Linked DNA regions of Mus musculus: region 1 is linked to region 2. The links are chromatin contacts, called in public Hi-C maps. All regions are on one chromosome and are shown on one strand. Each heading gives the region's core, a stretch centred on a gene start, on an enhancer-like site or on the middle of the called end of the contact. The rest is flanking DNA. Distances are from core to core; before and after follow the strand shown. Region 1 overlaps Tpcn1 (two pore channel 1). Region 2 holds the start of Sdsl (serine dehydratase-like).

Region 1 (5,159 bases), core at 1,957-4,456, 95 kb after region 2:
ATCCTGCCCCAAGACCTTTTCTATACCAGAGAAATCTGGTGTGTGTGTGTTTGTGGTTTATGTGTACATGTGTTTGTGTGTTTATGTGTATGTGTGTTTGTGTGTAAATGTGTGTATATGTATGTGTTGTTTATGAATGTGTGTTTGTGTGTATATGTATGTGTGTGTTTGGTGTGTTTGTGTATCTGTGTCCATGCGTGTTTGGTGTTATTTGTTTATGTGTATTATATATGTATATGTATTTGTGCATGTATGTGTGTTTGTGTATGCATGTATGTATGTTTATGTTGTGTTTATGTGTATGTATATTTGTGTGTATATGTATTTATTTGAATATGTGTATGTGTGTGTTTGTGTATATATGTCTGTGTTTGTGTATGTATGTTGTGTTTGTGTGTATGTGTGTTTGTATGCATATATGTGTGTGTATGTGTGTGTGTTTATGTGTATGTATGCATATATGTGTGTTTGTATGTGTGTATGTGTGTGTTTGTGTGTTTTATGTGTGTGTGTGTGTGTGTGTGTGTATGTCAACCTCCCAGTTCCACATAATCACCTTAAGAAAACCACAGCAGGGCGGGGGGGGGGGGGGGGAGACAGCTCAGTTGGGAAGGTGTTCGAGCAGAAGCATGAAGCTCCCCAGAGCCGCATGCGGCAGGGCTGTAACACCAGCACTGAGACATGGAAGTCAGGTGGTCCTGGGGGGCTAGCCAGTCTAGCTGGCAATGTGAGTTTTGAGTACAGTGAAAGACTCAACATCTCAAATAGGACATTGGAATACAACCTCTGGCCTTTCCACGTATGCACAGGCATGTGTACCCACCCCCACACGCACAGCACAGCACAACACACACACACACACACACACACACACACACACACACACCTAAGACAGCTGGTATTAGTCTTCTGCTTCAGAAATAGAGTGTCTGCCTCCCTGGGAAACCGTAAGCATTTACTCTCAACACACACTCCAGTTAAACAGGCCATTCGTCATGTCATCTTATCCCTTTTACCTCTTCTCCATCAATATCCTGGCCCCTCGTTATTCTGAAACCTTCTGCCTGAAGGACCTTTAAGCAGTCCGCTCTCTCCGGTCTTTCAGCTTTCCACCCTCCTGCTGCCTTGGGAGAGACTGCCCTTGGCTCTGCTGTGAACTCCCATGATCTCTGGCCCCTACATGGTCCCGGGAATGCTCAGACTGTGGCCAAATGTCAGTGACACAGGGACATGGACCATGGACCTTCGATATAGTCTCTGTTGTGTCCTCAAAGCACAGAGTGTGTGTGTGTGTGTGTGTGTGTGTGTGTGTGTGTGTGTGTGTGTGTGTGCCCAGTATATAAAGAGTCAACAAGTCTATAGAACTGATGTGAAGTAGGGGATCTTGCCTGAAAATCACACACTCCCACGGGGCACAGAACAACATGTGGCCAGGAGCCAGGCTCAGGACCCGGCAGCATTTACCCAGGGCGCACTAGGCAGCACCCAGGGGTGTTAATGGGTATGCCACGGTCCCTCTGTATTGTTTTAAAGATTGAGGGTTGCAGAGGGGTGGATCTATACAAAGGTGAGCCAGGACGGACCTTTCAGAAAGCACAGAAAGGGAAAACGTGGTTCCAACACCCCAGTTCCCCCGGGTAGGGGAGCCGAGCTCCCTCTCCCTCTTCTGCGCATCTGAGCATTTAACCCTTCACTGTGGAGAACACAACACAGACCTTGGCGAGGCCTGGGACTTGTTAGTGGCTCTCATGCGGGGAGGACAGGCCTGAAAGGCTCTGGGTAACCTGGGTCACTGAAGGGCTTTTCAAAGAAGCCACAGGTGATTCCACAAAAGCCTCCTTCAGCCATGCAGGTGGCCGGCTAGGATATTTAGGGATTACAGAAAGGTCATAAGTGGTGGGCAGGGAGCCACTGGCCCTCCCAGCTCTTTCATGTGGAGGTTTTGGTGGCTTCGGGTCCAAAACCTCTTGCAGTCTAAGCTGCAACCCCCTGCCTGAGCCTGCTTGTCTGCCTAGCTCTGAGGCTGGAGTCTTTCCAGCTCCTCAGGGCCTATTGTCCCTTGTGTGAGCTGTGCTCAGGGGCTTGGCAGTGTTCCACAGGGAAAGGATAATTAAGAACCCCATGGAAGGGCACAAAGGATGTATCAAAGCTCAGAGGGTGGACCATGTGGCTGGCAAATCAGGTGAGGAACTGATCCCACGGCCTGGCTCCGATGAACACAGGCCAGATTGGAAGTAAACTGGAGAATGCCCCGTGGCTCTTCCGTATGTCACCACACAGTTCATGATCTATCCCCCTGATCCCACTGAGGCCAGACTCCCTGAAACTGCTACAGAATCCCTGGCTGCACAGTTCCAGCCCTTGTGACACTGGCACCCACCTACCCTGGTGACAGGACCTGCCCAGTCTCCTCCTGAAGAGCCTCTCATGAGAAATAGGTGACGGGTCTTCAGGTAAAAGAGCTGGGCTCACGCAATATCACCTCAGTATAGCTTCTCATCATGGACTGCTGTAACAGGCCCTGTCCAACTCAGACCGTTAAAGACCCCATCAGCACCTGGGACTTTGGCACGTCTGAAAGAACGTTCCAGATGACCTGCATTGCCAGGAGGCAAGGCATACCACAAGAGCCACAATGGAGAGGCCAGGATGACATCATCAGGAAACGGTCCTAGGGCTAGCTTTCCTCGGACTCCTCAGGAGAGCAGCTGCCTTTGGCCTCTGAATTTCCACTTGTCTGGGAGTCAGCTAGAAATTCACAGGGATGCAGGGACCGACCTTCATGGGCAGTGGAAGCAGATTCCCTTCTCTGGCACCCACAGTTTGGAACAAACCAGAGAAGGTGACTGGGTGGCTGGGACAGGGCACTCAGCCACCAGGAAGGTGACACCCTGAGCCTGGGGAAAGTTCCCTAGAGGTACAAAGGGTGTTCAGCTCTGTCGGTGCCCCGGGCAGGGCTCTTCAAAATCAGGCTGAGCAGACACGAAGACCTTGACCACTAAAGACTTGTGTTGTCCCTGTCCTGGGAACCCCATCCCTAAGCCCTGGCCATGGGCACAGAGACATGAACACAACGTTATGGGAGAACGGAGAGACAGGGACTGGAAAGCAATAGGCCAGAAAAAAACCGCCCAGACTTGGGCGGAACACGCACCGCCTCCAACCCTGAGACTCAGACAGCCCAGGATGACCCGCGTGCACAGATGGCCATGCCGCCTCTAACGCTGATGTAACGGGCCCAGGCGCTCCCTGCAAACAGCTGGCTGCTTCGCATGCAGCCTCTGAAATGGCCCTGCGGGGAATCCGAGGATTCCGCTCGCTGGAGCACAGCAAGAGGCAGCATCCTGGTGTTGTGGATAAATAGAAATGGCTTCCATATGCCAGCCATAAAGCAGAGGAAGAGAGGCGAGGAGGGAGGGAGGAGAGGGAGAGGGTGGGCAGGAGAGGGGCGGCTCTGCCTCCACACGTCCAGCAGGGCAGGCCAGCCCCCGTTGGCCTTGAGGCCTGGAGAGGCAGCTTTGGGTAAAAAGCCTGAGAGCTGCCCTGGTAGGAGCTCTGATCCAAAAGGTAGCAACGAATGACTTGGCCTGATCCATGAGACAAGAACTGGAAGTCCACGGCACTTTCCTTCCAAACTGCCCTCGGGCCTCCCACACTCTTTAAAGGCACACCAGGAATGCCTGTCCCTCTTTGATGGCAAAATGCCCCTGCCACACAGTAAACCTCTTCCTCGGAGCCTCAGTTTCTCCACTCTGCGCTGGGACCTGTGCCAGCTGTGCTCCGGGCACAGCAGCAATAAATGCAAATACCCAGAAAGCACTCGGAGCCCGCTGGAAACCAGAGCCCACCAGAATGACAATGAGCAGCCGCGAAACTGCTTGCCAGTTGTCACTGAGAAGTCCCACTCCATGGGTGAAGCTGGAGGAGGAGAGAGGGGGTGGGGATAAAGCAGAGAGCACTGCTGGGGCGTTCACAGGGGCCATGGCGCTTCGATGCTCCTGGGCGGATGGCACTTTGAGGACTCCCAGATAGAAACCCGGCAGAATAAGAAGTCAGGAGGCACGCTGCCCTCTTCCAAACCTCTGCTTTCTGGTAACTGGTTGGGAGACGGGGTGGAGAGTAGATCCCTGGTATCAGCGTGTCTACTGAAGGCATATCCAGGCACACAGGGTGGCCTCTAGGGCCCAGGGTCCTCTCTAGTTCAATGGCTGGCACCAACTCAATGCCAGTCCTGCCAAAAGCTTACTTGGGCCCAAGGAGCAACAGAAGGCTCTGTAGGACGACTGCATGGGGCAAGCTCTGTTATAGAAGAAATTCTGGCTCGGAAGCGGTCAGGATAAAGCATCGTACCACCTCTAACTGTCTTCAACCACCTGACTGGGATTGAACGGCCAAATCTAAAGGGATTCATTGGTGCGGCTTGCCTTCCTAGGACTTGGCAGGCAAAGGGCCAGAAGGCTGAAAGCAGTAAACTTAAAAGGGAAGGCAGGAGGGAGCAGGAGAGAAACAGCTGGCCTCGGGAGTCTGGAAGGGGGGTGGTGCGGGCAGGGAGGGGACACAGGGGAAGGAGACCAACAGTATCACTGATGTTGTAGGTGAAACTGTCTGCTGTGTGCACCCCCCCAAAAAAAAACACACAAGAGGAGGCACTAGACATGTCTTATAACCCTAGTACTTGGAAAACAGACAAGCAGTGTGTTCTAGAACTGGGGAAGGGGAGCAGAGAGTGGGAAGCCCAGGCAAGAAGCATAAGTTGGCATCGCACAAGGCATATTTGGAAAGCCACATTCCAAAATCCAGAAGCTTAGAGAGTCACAGAGAATAGGTAAGGCTGAGGCAGGGGACTGACAACAGTGAAGCTGGCCACTGGAGGAGCAGAGCCCCTAGGGGCCATACCTTGACCCCCCTCAGGAGCTGGACTCTGCTGCTGCGTTCTTATCTCTTCTCTGCTGCTTCTGACAGCCCAAGGTTGTAGGATGAGAGGCCAGTGCACAGGCCCATTGACAGATATGGACTTGGGCTGCTGGCTTCCAAGGAAGGCTCTCCCCACTCAGCAGTGAGCCACCTGAGGACACACAGCCACGAGGCCCATCTTCTTCAAGCCTATCTATGCTCACTCTACCCAGGCAAGCTACGAGGTCCATTTCTGCCATGGCACG
Region 2 (4,830 bases), core at 15-2,514:
GTCCAAGTCCACTACTCAAAGTCACACAGTTGCTGGCTGTGATGAGGGAGAGGAGGGGCTGGTGTAGACAGCCAACTCCTGTCCCTGACACCTCGGGCCACCAAGCAGCCTCCGTGTCCAGACCTCTGGGTTGCTCATTAATCTTCACCCCACCCCCTCAGCCCAGATGTGCACCCTGTCCCCAGGACAAAGGGACCTTTCTGCTGAGGTGGGTGGCCCAGATGTTCACCCTGTTCCCAGGACAAAGGGACCTTTCTGCTGAGGTGGGTGGAGCCTCTGACACTTGCCAGCCACCCTCGGTCACAAGCCTCACCTCATTCCCTTCCTTGCATGAGGTAAGAACAAGATCCAGGCAGGTTAAGCCACCAGGGATCAAGGTCTTCCCATACACAACACAGCATGGCTCCTTGGCCAAGTTCAAAGACTCCCCATCCCTAACCAAGAAGTTCGACCCCTGGAAACCAGAGAATCCCACCTTAGGGCATTATTTCCATCAGCCACCCTGGGCCATACCATCCTCTCAGGAAGGCCACTGTCCTGGGGTAACCACGTCCTCTCAGTCTCTTGCCACTCAGCCCCCTCCCAAGAGCCCTTGACTGAACTTGGGGTGCATTTGAGTTTAAAACCTTTGCAGAGACACTTCCCCAACACAACTCATTCCCAGATCAAGGGAAGGAGTCAGGTGCAAAAAAGTTAATGTGACTAGATGGGTCAGCCATCTCAGAGACCAGGGACCAAGCTCTGAGGGACATTTAATCCGGGTGTGCCTCCCAAGAGACTTTAAAACTCACTTACAGCTAAGCACTGGGTGTAGTGCTGCATGCCTGTAATCCTGGCACTTGGGAGGTGGCAGCAAGATAAGGATATCCTTGGCTACAAAGGAAATTCAAGGCCAGCCTGGGCTACATGGTGAGATCCTGTCTCATAGAACAAAACCTCTTGGACTTTGGAGAAATGGAAAGAGTTTGTGACAGAGTTGAAAACAACTCTGGAGTGGAGGGGCAGAAGGGGTCCCCTCAGGGGCAGCTTGGGCTGGAGGAACAGAAGGTTCCCAAGTTACCACCCAGCTGCTCTGACTTCTATATGTTGCTGTAACCCCTAGGAGAAAAGAAACAACAACAATAAAACGACAATTTTGTCACCTCAAATTAAGCACCCACCTTACCTAAGAACGAAGCCACGTGAGACAGAATCAGGAAGGCCTCTTCTGCATGTGCCCTTGGGGTGTGAGGTTTTCTGTCAAGGTCTTCACTTGCCAGTGAGCCGTGGCCCGGTGTCTCACAGGGCATTTGACCTGGTCGGCTCCCCACATCCATTGTGGGGTCACCATAGATCGTGATAACCCCAGGGAGAGGCTCCGGCGATTGCCAGGTCCTGACCTTGGCTTGCTGGCTGATTTTACACATTAGCAAAGACTGTTTGTCCCTGGGAATGACGCACGGTGGGAGTCAGGGAGTCAGTGCCACCAGGAAAACCCAGGAGTGTTCTGGGAGGTCCCCACCTATCCAGTGAGGGTTGCAGCAGGTGACCTCAGGGGAAAGAACTTGACAGTTGCCTGGTCCTCAGCCAGTGCCACAGATTTGGACATAACAGCCATTCCTGGAACTCACTCCGTAGACCAGGGGGCCTCTAACCCACAGAGATCCACCTGCCTCTGCCTCCTGAGTGTTGGGTTAAAGGCATGTGCCACCACGCCTGGCTTCTTTTCCCTTTAAAAGAATGTTTTAAAAAATGGTTTTTAGTCAGGCAATGGTGGTGAACATCTTTAATCCCAGCACTTGGGAGGCAGAGGCAGGCGGATCTGAGTTTGAGGCCAGCCTGGTCTACAGAGTGAGTTCTAGAACAGTCAGGGCTACACAGAGAAAGAAATCCTGTCCTGAAAAACCCAGTAATAATCATAATAATATATTTTGTATTTATTTGTCAGGGGGTTTCATGTGTGCTCTGGCACACCTGCAGAAGTCAGATGACAATCTTGTGCGAGCCGGTTCTCTGTCTAATGTGTGGGTCCCTGATATGGAACTCAAGTCACCAGGCTTGGCAGCAAGTGTCTTTACCCACTAAACAATCCTGCCAGCCATTTTTTTAAGACTTTTTTTTTTTTTAAAGACAGAGTCTCCTGTATCCAAGGCTGGCTTTAAATCCACTGGGTAGCTGAGGATAACCTTGAACTCCTGTCCCTCCTGTCTGTGCCTCCCAAGTGCTGGGCTTATGGATGTTTGTCACCACACCCGGCCACTTTTTTTCTCTTTAGAGGCACAGTCTCTTTCTGCATCCCAGTCTGCTCTCAAACTTGCAATCCTCCTGCCTCATCCTCTCATGTGCTAGGATGACAATCGGGAGCCAACATGCTCATGTGACACCTCTGGAAGGGAGTATGTTTCGGGAGCAGTTAAATAAAACATGCTTTGTAAACCAGACTTGGTAGTGCGCAGCTTTAATCCTAGCACTCGGGAAGCAGAGGCAGGCGGCTCTCTGTGAGTTCCAGGCCAGCCTGGTCTCCACAGCAAGTTTCAGGACAGCCAAGGCTACACAGAGGAAATCCTACATTGGAAATCAAGACAAACAAACAAACAACAAAACAAAGCATGTTTTGTACCCTTGATGGTAAGTCCTGGCTCCAGCACCAGGAGGAGAGAAGACTGAGTGTCATTCCTGTCACCTGGCGGGGTTCCTCAGATGCAGATGTTGAACTCTGCAGCTGCTTCATTTCCTGTTGTAGGACAGCCGCCCTGGAATTGCGTGTCTCTGAGCATTGATGTTCTTCACTCTGATGACACCCGAGAAACATCTCCAGAGATTGTCCAGTGTCCCCCGTGGGTACAAAACTCACACCGCCCTGAGGACAGCTGTTCTGGATCAAGGAGGAGTGGGAAGGGGGTATATGCAAACGGGTTGGCCAAGCTGCTGACTGTGGGGGCTGGGGATCAGGATCAGCTGGTAGAGGGCCTTCCCAGCATTCTCGAGGACCTGAGTCTGATCCCCCGTACCATGTGAAGTGGGCACGGTTGGCACGCGCCTGTAATCCCAGCATTCTGAAGGTGGGGGCAGGAGAATCGGGAGTTGAAGAGCATCTTTAGCTACTCGGTGAGTCGGAGGTTAGCCTGAGCTACATGAGACCCTGACTCAAAGTTAATCCAAAAAATGAAATCTAGACCCTTCAGGTGTGTCCAAACTGGTTCTGCCCCGTTGTCACCTGTCCCCAGCCTAACCCTCCTCATCAGATCTGCACTCTTTAAATACTACAAGTCCCAAGTGTCCCCTGGGTTCAATTCCCAGCATCCTCAGCTACCCTCTGGCCCTGGAGACTTTCAGTAAAGGCTGTCCTCCAAGCCTATTCTCATCTACAAGGGACCAAGGGAGCCCACCCAATCGTGTGGCTTGACACGCAGGAACCACATGATATGGGACCAGGACCCCAGTGCTCTGGCAATGAAATGCTGGTACAGAGAGCACAAGGTGGCTATGCCCACACATGGGCTTTGTGTCGTCCTGGCTTACCTACCCCATGTCCCTGACCCACACCTGTGGTCATCCATGATGTGGATCAGAAGGAACAATGACACCACAGAGCAGAAAAAGAAGCAGTCAGGGGACTGGAGAGATGGCTCTCCCGTTAAGAGCACTCACTGCTCTTCCAGAGGTCGTGAGTTCAAATCCCAGCAACCACATGATGGCTCACAACCATCAGTAATGGGATCCAATGCCCTCTTCAGGTGTGTCTGAAGAGAGCTACAGTGTTTATTGTATTTAATGTACAGTACTTAGTGTATTTAAATATATTAAATACAATAAATAAACTATAAAAAGAAGCAGATGGGCTGTGTGTGCATGTGTGTGTGTGTGTGTGTGTGTGTGTGTGTGTGTGTGTACCCCTGTGGGCACACAGGCCTCTGCACACAGCCAGGTACATGCAGGCCAGAGGTGATGATGATGGTGGTGTGGTGGTGATGATGATGATGGTTGCTAGTACTGATGCTGATAAGAGTGGTGATAGTGTTGACGGTGGTGTTGATAAGAAACATCAATGATGAAGGCTCCTAACACTGACTGCCTGTTCAATTTCAAGTCTCTCACCTAACACCAGGATCACCCGTTCAAAGCCTGGAGCAGAGGTATCTGTGTCATCTCAGTCTACACAGGAACAGAGGCTGTGGAGGCCAAGGTTCTTTCCCAGAGCCAGGACTTGAACTCGGATCTCCTTCTACGCCCTTTTTTTTTAAAAGATGTATTTATTATTATATGTAAGTACACTGTAGCTGTCTTCAGACACTCCAGAAGAGGGAGTCAGATCTCATTATGGATGGTTGTGAGCCACCATGTGGTTGCTGGGATTTGAACTCTGGACCTTCGGAAGAGCAGTCGGGTGCTCTTACCCACTGAGCCATCTCACCAGCCCCATACGCCCTTTTATATGAAGAGGATGGCAGGGGGTGGCGGTAAGCAAGGGATGCCAATCACAGTGCTGTGCCTCAACCCCACCCCCCGCAAGTCCCGCCTCTCACTATCTCTGAGAGCGGTGCTTCATTTCCACTCTGTACAGACCCATTGTATGGTCTGACACTAATTTGGGTTTAGGTGGCTGAGCCTAAGCCCAATACTCCCCACCCCTTTTCTTTCTATTTTAAGACAGGATCTCACTCCTTAGTTCAGGCTCAAACTTGTAGTCCTGCTTCAGCTTCCACTGTGCGGGGATCACAGGTGTGAGCTGCCATGTGGCTAGCCTGTGGCTGTTTCTTAGCGATATACTACGTGTCCAGCAACTGCAGGCTTTTTTGTTATTCTGAGACTGACCCCCGGGTCCAGGCAAGGGCTCTTCAGTGCCGCATG

What was found. Hi-C and Micro-C count contacts between places; a contact is called where the count stands out from the background.
Region 1: a contact with region 2 is called in a Hi-C map of liver, with 1.8 times the contacts expected there. The contact joins the enhancer-like site here to the promoter of Sdsl in region 2. A contact is called at or near these places in 1 of 484 Hi-C or Micro-C datasets (liver), 2 of 115 datasets of contacts at active chromatin or transcription factors (both in embryonic stem cells) and 3 of 9 other capture datasets (adipose tissue, liver and pancreatic islet).

What each region holds. Positions count from the first base shown.
Region 1 is chr5:120,564,200-120,569,358 of GRCm38.p6, forward strand. All of the region lies in intron 2 of Tpcn1 (two pore channel 1), which reads right to left. Among named protein-coding and RNA genes, the nearest start is that of Tpcn1, 22 kb to the right of the region's middle. Within about 2 kb of position 3,207, at least 174 of the 459 cell types and tissues checked have an H3K27ac peak or open chromatin away from gene starts, as enhancers often do. A contact at or near this core is called in adipose tissue, liver and pancreatic islet, where this site is marked.
Region 2 is chr5:120,471,561-120,476,390 of GRCm38.p6, forward strand. It overlaps Sdsl (serine dehydratase-like), which reads right to left and starts at 1,265. Exons shown (of 9, transcript NM_001384254.1): 1 at 1,166-1,265.